2 separate regions of the Mus musculus genome follow, and region 2 is linked to region 1. A link is a contact called in public Hi-C data. All regions are on one chromosome and are shown on one strand. Each heading gives the region's core, a stretch centred on a gene start, on an enhancer-like site or on the middle of the called end of the contact. The rest is flanking DNA. Distances are from core to core; before and after follow the strand shown.

The links. Hi-C and Micro-C count contacts between places; a contact is called where the count stands out from the background.
Region 2: a Hi-C map of pancreatic cancer cells shows a contact between it and region 1, with 2.0 times the contacts expected there. The contact joins two enhancer-like sites. A contact is called at or near these places in 5 of 484 Hi-C or Micro-C datasets (the HPC-7 cell line, nephron progenitors, palatal mesenchyme and 2 more), 1 of 115 datasets of contacts at active chromatin or transcription factors (embryonic stem cells) and 1 of 9 other capture datasets (embryonic stem cells).

The regions. Positions count from the first base shown.
Region 1 is chr15:41,521,316-41,528,256 of GRCm38.p6, forward strand. The region is part of intron 1 of Oxr1 (oxidation resistance 1); the gene reads left to right. Among named protein-coding and RNA genes, the nearest start is that of Oxr1, 77 kb to the left of the region's middle. Within about 2 kb of position 4,621, at least 3 of the 459 cell types and tissues checked have an H3K27ac peak or open chromatin away from gene starts, as enhancers often do. A contact at or near this core is called in pancreatic cancer cells, where this site is marked.
Region 2 is chr15:41,654,489-41,661,600 of GRCm38.p6, forward strand. All of the region lies in intron 3 of Oxr1 (oxidation resistance 1), which reads left to right. Among named protein-coding and RNA genes, the nearest start is that of Oxr1, 210 kb to the left of the region's middle. Within about 2 kb of position 2,798, at least 18 of the 459 cell types and tissues checked have an H3K27ac peak or open chromatin away from gene starts, as enhancers often do. A contact at or near this core is called in pancreatic cancer cells, where this site is marked.

The DNA of each region.
Region 1 (6,941 bases), core at 3,371-5,870:
ACAAACAAATATGCACACATTTAAAAGGGAAAAATAAGCATCTTAGACGTCCCTGATGTTTAAATATGTCCTTATAATAAAAGAATAAAAAATAAAATTTTATAGTTGTAAATAAAAGACAATTTTTTAGTAAGTATCTTGAAGAATTTTTCATTGCTGTTACTAGCATGTGTAAAAGTCATGGACAGATTATTTTTTAATTCATGAAAGAATTTGATATTGCCTGCCTTATAATAAAAGTTCCAAAAAAAGATAATAGGGGGAAAAAAGATAATGGCAGTGATAATGATGCAGCGATTTATTCTTGTAGCCGTAGACATTCCGTTTTCAGATTTGACATGGTGCTAGATTTCAGGTTTGCTGTAGAATCATCATGTGGGTTCCTGGGTAGGATGGACTTACCCATTCTGCAGCTGGGTACTGGGTGACAGGTACTTGATGGTCTCCAACTGAGACTCCACTCCTCAGGCCTATGTCTGCAGGCAGAGATGGGACTGTCTCCCAGCAGGTCACTTAACAGAGAGGCCTGTTTGTGTCTATTGTTGAGAGGAGTTAAAATTAGATTATAGGACCCCCATTTCCCATAGGAATGAGATTACCAGGCCGACTTGCAGGGTTCTTGACAGACCTGTTCCTCCTCTGTGTTCCTCTGTGGTCACAATTTTTTATCTTATAACTAAGATTGGTTTGAGGTACTTTTCGGGGTGATTTTCAGATATTCTGCAAGATCTTTTTTTCACAGTGTAGCCCGTGTGCCTGGGCAGGTGCTCTGTGGGTTGATGGGCTAGCAAAACTCTTCTGACTTTGGGAGATCAGCCCATGCCCTATTTTTTGGTTAACATCTTCCTCTTAAGTCCTCCATATGTTAGGAAATGATGGATTTCGGGCTATTCCTTTCTCCAAGTGATAATTCTGCAGTGCAGCAGTTGTATCTATGCTGATTACAACTATGGGTCAGAATGACTCAACCTCTTGTTTTGAGAACAAGAAGCCACTTTCTGTCTAGTGTGACAGGGATGATAAGTCTGCCCTGCAGGTAAGAAAGGGCAATCTATTAACTTATGGTAAACTGACATTCTATAGGTATATGGATGGGACCACCCAAGGCTATAACCTCCTCACCCCAATGAAAAAGGAGAGACATCTAAAACAAGGACACACAGTAGTACTGCTGACCTGTCATCCAACGTGCTGTGCATACTTCACATAACGGGCATGTGACAAACACTTGACTATCCTGATGTATTGTGCCTGTCACTTAGTGTGACCCAATTGAGTTACAGAGTCTCTACCTGGTCCTACATCTATCATTCTTCTCCTTTCCCTCGGATTGCTCTGCCCTGAACCACCACTACCTTGAAGTGGCTGCGTTCTGTTTGACTGCAACAGATCTCAAACTGTGTCTGTGGAAATGGCTTTCAACCACCCACAGTGACTCTCTGTGTCTGGGTCAGAACTCTGCCTCTGCCTTCAGTAAGACTTCTTTGAACTCTTCAGCCTCTTTATCCCTTCTGCAGCCGTTGTATAAGTTGACTACAATGTTAAGTGAAATCAGGATTCCTTGGCAAATTTCAGTCAGTAAAACTTATGTAACTTGCGAATTCATTATTGTCCAATAAATTAGATCATGTCTCTCTGTGTTTGAACACAGTACACTCTCAAGCCTCTCCCTAGATTTATTAATACTGGAAAAGTGCTGGATATTAAAGAATTTAGATACAAAAGACACAAGCCGTTTTCTTTCTATACTGGAAGCTAATTTGGGAAAGGGCAAATAGCATACGTTTTATTTGCTAAATTTGATACCAATTAATTCAAAAAGGAAAGAAGGATCGATACAAGGATTCACAGGGTCAATGGATCCTGTACACATCCCCAGAATATGGAAATAAATGAGAGTAGACGGAAATTAGTCTGTTGGGTGATTGGCAATAATCAGTATTTGTGGCATTTGAAGGGATTTGTAATGAGCATGGCAAGCAAGCAAGCTCCATGAGAACAGAGAGGCTCGGATTTAAAATATGGATACACAGAGTTAAGTTTATGAGCAACCCCTCTCCCAAAAGGAGGTTGATGGTGTCACGTGATAACTAAAAATATCTGATTTATATACATATTGGGAGTTTAATATTCCATGATGATTTTCTTTTCTGACATCTGTTTTGAATCTTCCGTATAAATGTATTCTTTCCATACCAGTGCATTTTGCTCATTTATACCCGTTGTGTCTGGCAGTATTTAGAGTAGAATTTGAATGAATGCTTCACCTCCTCACCAGTACAGCATATCACGTAGAGCAAAATGGCTTTGAAGTTAGAGTACTGTGTTTGGTATCTGTTTGGGGTCCAAGAAAGCACTGCCTTTCATGACATACCGTTGGCATTTTTATAATTTATTTATATAGTTAGCTTATGTGTTTTTATGGACCAAGCTTTTAACATTGTGATTCTTTTTTTTTCAAGTAATATTTTATAGCTTTCTTATCTCAAATATTGGATATATACAAATTATTTATTCTGCATTAAGTGATTCAAACCAGCATTCATGGGGTTTTTAGATGGAAATGATACCAAATACTCATAGGACTAGGTTTTGAAACAGCTTCTTTTGTAGGAATAAATGTACTGCACCAGAGTTGCTTTGAATGTCATGCTACTGTACTGCACATTTGTTGCAACTAGTTGAGCTTGTTAAAATATAGTGTTTCTTTCAACTGCATTAGAAACATAAAATCTTATTTATGAATAATAGATGTTTAAATATTTTATTAAAGCACTATCCTAGTAATCCATTATTATGTTCGAGAGCCATTCATGATTTTAATGACCATATTAATAGTAAGGCCTTTTGTTAAGTTCACAGGCTATTTTCCTTAACATTATAGTAAAACAATGATCAAAAGAGAATGATATGTCTACACTCACAATCTCCAATCTGCCTGGGCACTCACGGATCTCATTTCACCTCAGATTTTTAAAAGCTTTCATGTAACAGGAGAATAAGTTATATTTCACGGCAATGATGGGAATAATAGTGGTTTTTAATTATGTTACATTTTGGTTGAAAGTTAGAAATTCATGCTCAAATTGACAATAATATTTTTTTCTGGTGGTGAATTCTAACAGAACTTCTTCTTGTGAATGCACATAAAGGCAGTATTTTTGTGTTGGTGAATATTCTAATAAACCCAACAGCTCATTTCATAGTTGTGGTCTTTGCATATTATTTCCTCTAATTATATCTTTTAATGGAAACTCTGGATAAAAAATGCCCAGTATAATTCAGTAAAGGAAATTTGATTATGTATTAAAATAATGACATCCAGATGCACAGCTCTCTAAAGATAGAATTAAATATATCGAGAAGAATGTATAGCACTGGAAAATATCCTCTGCATATTGTTCTTGGTAACTGAGTTCTTGAGAAATGTCAAGCTAAGAAAGGTTGAGAAGAGCTGTTGAGGTTGACACAAGATAGAGTTTCTATATTCCTACCAATCTCCAGCTACATGTCTTCACAGTTAACCAAGGAAGGAATATAGTTGACAGTTTCTTTTGGAATGTACTCAGACAATTTAGGGCGTGGACTTTCATGACTGCTTATTCTACGAGAGGATCAAAATTGTCTTGGCAGTCAGTCTATCATCAAAATTGAATTAAGCTCATTTCTCAGTCATACCATAGTGACTCACCTGCACTCATGCAAATCCACTGATCTTCATTTCATGTTTAATTTTTTTCTCTCTCTTATGGATGCTTTTTATATTAGTGAGTTCTTCATGTGGATTATGTCTTATTCATCTTGCATTTTCTTCATTAGTTTTAAGTTGGTGCGATAAGATGAACTGTAAACATAGAAGGATTTGTTAGGATCACCTTCATTTCAGAATTTTAGCACATATTTCTTAGCTCCATTAAATCTGTATCCCAGGTGAGGCAGGACACCATGGCAACCAGAGGATGTGGCTGAGGCTCCTCATCTTATGGCAGACAGGAAGGAGGTAGAGTGAATCAGCAGCAGAAGAGCGCTAGGGCAAGGCATAGCCTTGAAGGAGAAACCCTAAAGGACCAATGTCCTCCAGCTATGTTTCCACATCCCTTAATCCCACTACCTCCCAATCACAGATTTAAACTTTTAATCCATCACTGGATTAAGGTAGAACCCAATGACCTCATCTTCTACAAAATGACCCCACAGAGCACATCTAGACATGTGTTTTACTGATTTGGTGTTTCTTCATCCAGACAACTGACACTCACGATTATTCTATCACACGATCCACAGTATTTATTTTAAAGTGCTAAGTAGTTGGGCACAATAGATATTTGTTGACCTTTAACTGATCAAGGGAAAATGAACTTTAATATCATTGTAAAGTATTCGTGTAAAACTATTAGCTATTCATAGGCCGATTCCACCTCTCTTCTACTGAGTATTCATCCTTCTGTGAAGGGCACAGCATTTATAAAATATTCCAGGGTCAAGGTTACTGTGTTTTGAGTGTGGCAGCAGACTCTGATAGTTTTCTTTCAATCTCTGTTCCACCCTCCCCCATGTTAGTATGTATTTGAGCTTACAGATAGGCAGAGAAGCTGCAGCACATTCCCCTTGCTTTTGATTAACAGGGGCCAAATGACTAAGCTCTCTGATCAATAAAATTCAAGTAGAAATGTTATATGTAAACATTAGGGCACATCATCTCTTAAATTTTTCTCCCTTCTGATGGCTGGAGTGCAGACATTCAGTGGAGCTCAGCAGATAAAATAAGGTCAGGAAGAGAACACATATGTTGAGATGTGAAGGGAAGATCTTTTAACTAATGGAATGATTATTCTATTTTCCGTGGACTTCTGTGCCTCAAGTTTTTTTGTTTTTTTGTTTGTTTGTTTGTTTGTTTGTTTTTTGTTTTTGTTTTTTTTATGTAAGAGACAAATAAACTGGTCTGCTAATACACTAGGACACTGGATTTTTTAAACTTTTAACTAAGCTTTATGATAGTAATTTATGGGTATCTTCTTTAGAAATTCTTTTCAAATCTCTGTAACCAGGCTAGAATACTCTGTTGTGCCTGTATCTAACCTATGGTGGTTTTTGTAGAAAATCTATTCCATTTTATAGTAGTGACTTTTTGTATAAAGTATTATTTGGAAATAGGATTACTGTCTTAATTAAAAGTCATTCATCTTTATCCCAGACCTGTATCCGTGCTTTTGTTAGTGGATATATATATGTATATATATATATATATATATATATATATATATATATATGTAAACTTATTGAGCACACACACATATGTATATATATGTATAGGTAGGTGTACACACACACACACACACACATATGTGTGTGTGTGTGTGTGTGTGTGTGTGTGTGTGTGTGTGCTCAATAAGTTTTTATGGTTATTTTATTTATTTACATTTCAAATGTTATCTCCCTTCCCAGTTTCCCCTCCAAAAACCCCCTATCACCTCCCCCTCCCCCTGACTCTATGAGGATGCTCCCTCACCTGCCCACCCACTCCTACCTCAGCACCCTAGCATCCCCCTACACTGGGGCATCGAGCCTCCACAGGACCAAGGGCCTCTCCTCCCATTGATGCCAGATAAGACCATCCTCTGCTACGTATGCAGCTGGAACCATGGGTCCCTCCATGTGTACTCTTTGGCTGGTGGTTTTTAGTCCATGGGAGCTCTAGGGGTTGATATTGTTGTTCTTCCTATGAGGTTGCAAACCCCTTCAGATCCTGCAGTCCTTCCCTTAATTTCTCCATTGGAATCCCCATGTTCAGTCTGCTGGTTGACTTTGAGCATCCACATCTGATTTGGTCAGGCTCTAGCAGAGCCTCTCAGGGGACAGTTATACCAGGCTCCTGTCCGCAAGTACTTCCTGCTTCTTGGTGTCAGCAATAGTGTCTGGGTTTAGTTTCTGCACATGGGATGGATCCCTAGCTGGGTCTGCCTCTGGATTCCCTTTCCTTCAGCCTTTGCTCCACTCTTTGTCCCTGCATTTCCTTTGACAGGAGAAATTCTGGATTAATATTTTTGAAATGGGCTGGTGGCCCCATCCCTCAGCCAGGGGCCGTACCTATCCACGGGGTATGGTCTCTACAGTTTGTATCTCCCCTTTGTTGGGTATTTCAGCTAATATCATCCCTGTTGGGTCCTGGCAACCTCTTGGGTCCCTGGTATCTGGGACTTTCTACTGGCTACCCCCAGTTCCCCATCCACCTCTGCTGCACACCTATTTTCAAATTCCTGACCCACTGTACTTCTCCCCCAGCATATGAACCGGCCCCCCTTTTCCCTCCACCTCCTCTCTCCCTCCCAGAACCCTCCCTCCCTTTACCTCTTAAGTGTGTTTTCTTCCCCCTTCTGAGTAGGACTGATGCATCCATACTTTGCTTTTTCCTTCTTCCTAGGTTTCATATGGTCTGTGAGTTGTATTTTGGGTATTCTGAACTTTTTTTGACTAATATCCACTTATCAGTGAGTACACACCATGTATGTTCTATTGTGGCTGGGTTTTCTCATTCTGGATGATATTTTCTGGTTCCATCCACTAGCCGAGAAATTTATAAAGTCATTGTTTTTAATAGCTGAGTAAAACTTCACTGTGTAAATGTACCACATTTACTGTATCCATTCTTCTGTTGAGGGACATCTTGGTTGTTTCCAACTTCTGGTTATAAAGAAGGCTGCTATGAATATAGTGGAGCATGTGTCCTTGTTATATGTTGGAACATCTTTTGGGTTTATGCCCAGGAGTGGTATAGCTGGGTCCTCAGGTGAAACTATTTCCAATTTTCTGAGGAACTGCCAGGCTGATTTCTAGAGTGGTTATAATATCTTGCAATCCCACCAGCAATGGAGGAGTGTATGTCTTTCTCAACATCCTTGCCAGCATCTGCTCTCTCCTGAGTTTTTGATCTTAGCTAATCT
Region 2 (7,112 bases), core at 1,548-4,047, 130 kb after region 1:
CATACTTCTTAATTTGGAGAAATTTGGGTATGTTTGATCAAATAGTGGAAGCTGGGGCTTAGACAATCAAAATGCTATTGGGGAAGTTGAATATTTCTGGCACCTGAAATCCCACAGTCTCAATATGGAGTGTTTGCCTGAAATGACAATATTTTTTCTCAGGTATTTCAGATACTTACATATTTATATATTCAAACATACATTAAATATTTTATATTATACATCATAACCAGGAAAGTAGGTTTCTAGTTCTAAAATCTGGGGCATGTTCTGGTTTCTTATGAGGCATTGCTTCCTTCAAACTTGATGAAATGCCTCACGTAGGCTGTGTGCTCTTTCGGAATTTGCTGGTTGAGACTGCTTTCCATTGCTTCCCCTTCCTTGGTCTTCTCATAGCTTTCCGTGTTCTCGATGACTTTCTCCAGGCTTTAAAAAAATAATAAACATGTAGAAAACATAGTGTTCTAAGGGGTATCTATCATCAAAGACTTTTGATTGATATAAGACAGTAGAGCAGACAGGTGCATATTTCCACTTTCAAAATTTAATGTTAGCACATTTCAAAAAAATGAATCAACCAGAAAATCCCATAAGGCGTATGTCACTGCCTCTTTGCCAGGGTCCTTTGCTCCTGCTTTTTGTCACATATGCAACCTTCTATACATTTCTGATTTATGAACTGATCAGGAAGAGTAAGTGTTTTGCCTTCAGAAAATAAAATTTGTCTTATAAACTCCTTATTCCATCTAAATAAGACAAAAAGGTTGACACACTAACAAGCTTGGACCATAGTGGATAAAAATCCCAAGACTATAGAAAAATAGAAGTCTAGAAGTTAAATTTCAGGACAGAGAAGTAAGCTGTGGGTTATTTTCTTGTTGTATTTACTCTGTGTGCATGCTTGTGCACACATTTATAGGGTGTAGTTACCTGTGTATGCACACGTTTCTGCATGTGGGTATTGGGTGCACTTGTCTATGTTGTACATGCACTTGTGCATATGTATATTCGCTGTACTTACTTGTGTGTGTATGTGCTTGTGCATGTGTGTATTGGCTGTACATACCTGTGTGTATATGCTTGCCCATGTATATGTTGAGTAGACTTACCTGTGTGTGTACATGGAAATCCAGAGGTTGACTTCAAGTGTCTTTTTTATTGTTCTCCATCTCACTTTATGAAACAGGATATCACCAAGACTGGCTTATCTCTACCCGACTAAGTACAAGTGTTACAGGCATGTCCTACCACACCTAGTTTTTGTGTAGTTCATGGGGATCTAAACTCTCATGCTTGTGCTGAAAGCACTTCACCCCCTGAGCCATCTTCCCAGCCTCATGGCAAATTTTTAATTCATGAATTTGCAATGGTTTGATTTCTTATCAGTTTCAAAAACATGTTTAATTACTGTGTTGAAAGAGTTGTTTGGATTCTCAGCTTTAATTTGTCTCTGTAACCTCTCTTCTAATTTGACTCTCAAAGCATTATTTTTAAAACTAAAATATATCAACTATGTAACTGAAAGTTCATTTCATAAAACAAATCTATTTCCGTATCCCTTCATTTAAAAAGTACCGTTAGTAAAAAAACAACAGCATTTTAAAACTCCATGTGTGTTACAGTTCTCTTCTGCAATGGGGCAGAAAGAAAAGGGGATTTATTAGAATGACTGACAGACTGTGGTGGACTGTCCCGTCTGCTCTTGACCAGCAAGAACAACACGACACAGTCGGATTCTTGCCTCGATACTTCTATGGGACCCCAGGCGCCCAGGGAGGCCTGCTTATATGCACCCCAGCACAGGAGAAGGCTCTGTGGCCCCCTCTGATTGGTCAGTCAGCCGGCACTCAATTTGCATGCACCCACTTGGGAAGGGTTGGCACCAAATTTGAATTGACGCCTGCGCAGTGGTGTTGTTTATGACAAAGGCAACCGGAAACCGGCACCATCTTGGAGTTGGCTTCCCACAGTGGACCACAGTCCAACAATGGCTAGCTACTGAGAGAAAGTCTAAGTTTTCAGTAATTGTTCAGTCTGCAAGTCTGGGTGTCTCAGTTGGTCTTCAGTATACTCCAGAATCCCACAAAAGTGGACTCTAATGCCGGTGAAGGAACGGACTCTCCAGTGTGAGCCAGAGGAAGCAGGCAAATAGCAAAAGTTTCTTTCTTCCTTGGTCATTATCTAGTCTGCCATGGCTGGAAGGTGTAGCCCAGATTTAAGGTGGAACTTCTTCTCTCAAAGAATCAGGATTTAGGGTGGGTCTTCACATTTCTAAAGATCCAATCTAGAGAACTCCCTCACAGGTGTACCTAGCCACTTGGCTTTTAGCTAATTGACGATGGAGTGCGGATGACAATCATGAATAGCCATCACAGGATGAATTAGGAATTTCATATTCCAGAATAAAATAAGTCCCTCTATCCTATCTCAGGTAATCCTCAGAACAATTCTGTTACACTCTGTCTATACAGATGAGGAATCATGTCTAAAAGATGCAGAAGAGGTAAACATGAACCATACATGACAGGCTCTGCAGGCAAAATTCGTTCCCCATTTTAGGCCTGAAGAGGCAGATCTGTCATTGAACAGGAGGACAGCCATTCCTCATAGGGGTTGAACAGAGATAGTCTATGGGTGACATAGTACAGTGACATTTCTAGAGGTAACACAGTGTCCTAAATAATCTCATGGAAAGAAACTGTACCCATCAACCTGTAGACCAGCCAGCCAATATGCCCTTTCTTTGCAGGGTACCTTTCAGTGTCTCAATTCAGGATTTGTACAACTGAAAATCCCAGGGATCCCTCTGGTGGTACAGTGCAGTACTACAACTAAGTCGATCCCTGGCCCTCTACAATTCACTGTATTTGAATCAAGCTGGAAGAATTTTTATTTTAAGAAAAGCTAGAACAATTTGAAATGCCTCTTTAGGTTAATGAGAGATGTAAATAGCTTCTCTAGGAATTGATTTTTGACCTCAGTTATCTTTCACAAACTTCTGTATAGCATCTATTTCCTACTGAGAGAACCTTAAGAAATAGATTATGCCTTCTTTGCACACATGGCTGTCCTTAATTAACCCTAATAGAAGGTGTTCATTAAAAGTAGCATCATATCAAAAATTGATAGCATGCAAACTCACTTTTTATAGAACAATCAGTCTTTGAATTCGTATAATAAAATTTCACTTATTTAGAATAAGTAGAGGGAAAGCTAGCTACTCTGTCTATATGAAGCCTCAATCTTCATTTGAACCTTTAAAAAGTAAAAATAAGTCACTAGATGAGTACTGCATTTTAGGTAAGAATGTCTCACTCTCCCCTCTCCCCTCTCCCCTCTCTCCCCTCTCCCCTCTCTCCCCTCTCCCCTTTCTCCCCTCTCTCCCCTCTCCCCTCTCTCCCCTCTCCCCTCTCTCCCCTCTCTCCTCTCTCCCCTCTCCCCTTTCTCCCCTCTCTCCCCTCTCCCTTCTCTCCCCTCCCCCCCCTCCCCTCTCTCCCCTCCCCCCCCCCTCTCTCTCTGTGTCTGTGTATTCTGCTCTGTTCTGCCCTAGACAGCTTCTCTTGCTACTCATAAAACTCTGGTTGAGGCAGCTCTCTCTTCAGGTAAAAATTCTACAAGATATCTGGATAGCTCATGTTTTTCTGACCAATGTTAGAAAAACTGCTACAAAAGAACTATTAAGTCATCTGACCAAGTCAGAAATCCTGTTAAGAAAAAAACTCATCAAGAGCCGCTTTGCTCTCCAAAGATCTCCAGACTGCTCAGCTCTCACTAGCGAAAATTATAGAGAACTGCTACCACTTTCTGCTAGTTCATCCCATGAAGACCAAAAGCCATTTTTAAATTTACATATCAATTCAGTTCTTTATTCCAGGCTCCCTTTTGATTATTCTATGAATCTACATACTGGTGGCCCCAGCCCTTTGATTCTTAGGAAACAGCAAGCATAAGTTTTCTTTTAAGATAGCAAAATCATTTAGAGATCTGATTGCCTCAGTTACACAAAGACGCTAAACTAGCTGGGTGGGACCCTATCCTGAAATTACCATATGTACCACACCTGGGGCTAACCTTGCCATGTCCCAGGCTGACCTTGAACTCAGGAATCTGCCTATATTTGTATCTGCTTGCCTTTGTATCTTTCTGATAAGTTGACTCATTAATGCAACTCCCTTTGTTCCTTTAGATTCATGAAGTTCTCATAATTCATATTGCGTCCTTATTTTTGCATAGTTGAGAAATTATATATTTTCAAACTCATGTATTTAGAGCTCTTCTCCATAACCTTTAGGGCTGAAAGTCCCAGTGCTTGCCATTTGCTGAGACATAGCCACACCTTCACCTCCTGGACTCCTGCTGTCTGATTATCAAGGAGTCAATAACATTAACAGAGAAACCATTCCTCGGAGGAATGTGAAATAATATACATTGTTACACAAACAAGTGTTATGCCACTACAGTCATCAATACTGCTGGAGGCTCACACTGGGATTCTGTCCTAGGGGCAGGAACCAAGTCTCTCTGTCCCCACCAGGGCCACGCCTGCTCAGCAGCCAAAGAAAGTCAAAAGCTTGTGGGTTCAGCTGGGTGGAGTATAGTGAAATTAAATATCAGAGAGAATTTAACAAATTCTAGAATGTCTACAGTTTTTATTTTTCTAAATATAGCTGTTGTCTGTCTAGAAGAGTATAGATGTCACTTTGCCTCTGTAGAATGTCAAGATTAGCAGACATTCAAAGTGACTTTAATCAGTTGACAGTTGAAGTATGGTCACTCAGTGGGGTCTCTCTCTCTCTCTCTCCCTCTCTCTCTCTCTCTCTCTCCCCCCCCCCAAAGACTTTAAATTCAAACTCCATTTTAGAGAACCTGACCTAAGTTTGAACTCAGGTAGACTAACTGCTAACTAGCATTAGTTTCCAAGTTGTCCCCAAGAAAGCCTGAGCCTAGCTTCAGTCTCTAGGCTAATCCCCAACAAGAGCAGAGTTTCTAGGTAATTCCCCCAACAAACCTGCACCCCCAGGTTACAAGACCTAATGGTCCCTTCCTAATGACCACCAATGCAGAGTAGAGCAGAAGTAAAGTTTATGATCTGACTCCCAGCACCAGACAACTAGGTTGAAGGCCACAACAGCTTTCCAATTAGATGCTTATGCATGTACTCCCTGCTTACTGCTTACTATAAAGCTTTGCCCCAATAGACAGTCTGGGCTCCCCGACCACCAAAACTGGCCTGTGTGCTGGTGGTGCGTAGGGGGTGGGGGTAGTGGGTGAATTAGCTCAAATAGAATAAAGACCCTGCTGTGAGTTGCATCTGATTAGCTCTTGTGTGTGTTTTTTGGGGATTACTAACATTTTCCTGGTCTCTCTCTCTCTCTCTCCCTCTCTCCCTCCCTCCCTCTCTCCCTCTCTCCATCTCTCCCTCTCTCCCTCTCTCCTCCCTCTCTCTGTCACAAGAGCAGTCAGATTATTGAAGAGGAACTTGATCTCGCAGATGAATGTTTAAGTAGGACCTCCTCACTCCTCCTAGCTAAATGACCATAAATAGGCTATTTAGGGTGTCAAAGCTCATTGTCTTTCATTGGAAAAGGAAACAAATCTGATACTTACTGAAAGGGTTGCTTTGAGATATAAATGAAAATATTATGTATGAAGTGCTTATAATAGCCCCTGGAGCTTAAAGATTCCAATAAATGTAAGTGAACTTCTTGCATGTGTAATGGAGGTAGCATGGCCCTGCCCTCATGAACCAAACTTCCTATCTTGATAACGTGCAGAGTTTGTCCATTTTTTCCCTGTTGAAAATCATACAGTGTCTCTCATTCCTATCAAGATGAAGTTGATACTCTATAAAATGCCCATGTCCTGGCTCTGCCTACTTTGCATCTTCATTACAAATCCCAACCCTGTAATCCCGGAGTATCAAATACTTTATAGTGTAGTATCCCCAAAATGCCAATATTTTATATGTATTGTGTTCAGTATCCTCCAGCTAGCTTTCTACCATCTTCTCTTTTAGCTTCTGAACAACTTTTGTTAGGGTTTGGGAATTGATAACGACCCCAGACTCAAATACAATAACAGAGCATTTACTCTGCAGAAACAGCCAGCAAAATGGCAATGACCCCAGACAAAGGCATGCAGGCCTTCTTTTTTTTTTTTAAGATTTATTTATTTATTATATATGTAAGTACACTGTAGCTGTCTTCAGACACACCAGAAGAGGGAGTCAGATCTCGTTACGGATGGTTGTGAGCCACCATGTGGTTGCTGGGATTTGAACTCAGGACCTTCGAAAGAGCAGTCGGGTGCTCTTACCTGCTGAGCCATCTCTCCAGCCCTGCATGCAGGCCTTCTTATAGGAAACTGGGGGAACTGTCTAGAAGAATTAGGTAATCTCTAATGTGATTGGTAGGGGCTAAAGCCTTGATATTAATATAATTTTGATTGGCTACTATGATAGGGTTAGGTAATCTCAAACTTCATTGGTGGGTGCTGGGATGGCCCAGATGGACTGCATTCCTTTGTCACGTATGATTAACTACCAGATATACTGCCCAGCACAGATGTTCTATCCTGAGATAAGGTATCTCCCATTCATGTGGCCATCTTCAGGCTTTTACTTGGGTGGGGGATTTTATTGTCTTGTTCCTGTGTTTTGGGATCCGCTGCTGGAGCAAGTGGCTTATGGCCTAGTTTCTGAGTGGAGACAAAATGGAATTAATAGAACTCTCCACTTTATGGATTTAGCCTAAACTTTCCATGTATCTGATTGTTTTTTCTGAAAGGCTGATTAACATGAACAGATTTCAAAGCATTTAACAGACACTGTCTAATGTGTATTCTTTTAATGCACTAATTATGATCTTTCTGCAAGGAAAATAAGTTATATCATCTTTGCTATAAACCATTCTACAGGGTTACATCCTTAAAAGTTGAATAGTTTATTCATGATTCGGTAGTTTTAATATGTTTGGCCCATGGGAATTAGTACTATTAGGATAGGTGACCTTGTTGGAGGAAGTGTGTCACTGTGTAGGCAGGCTCTAGGACAACTAGTGTTCAAGCTTTGCCCAGTATAGAAGAGACTCTCCTCATGGCTGACTTTGGGTCAA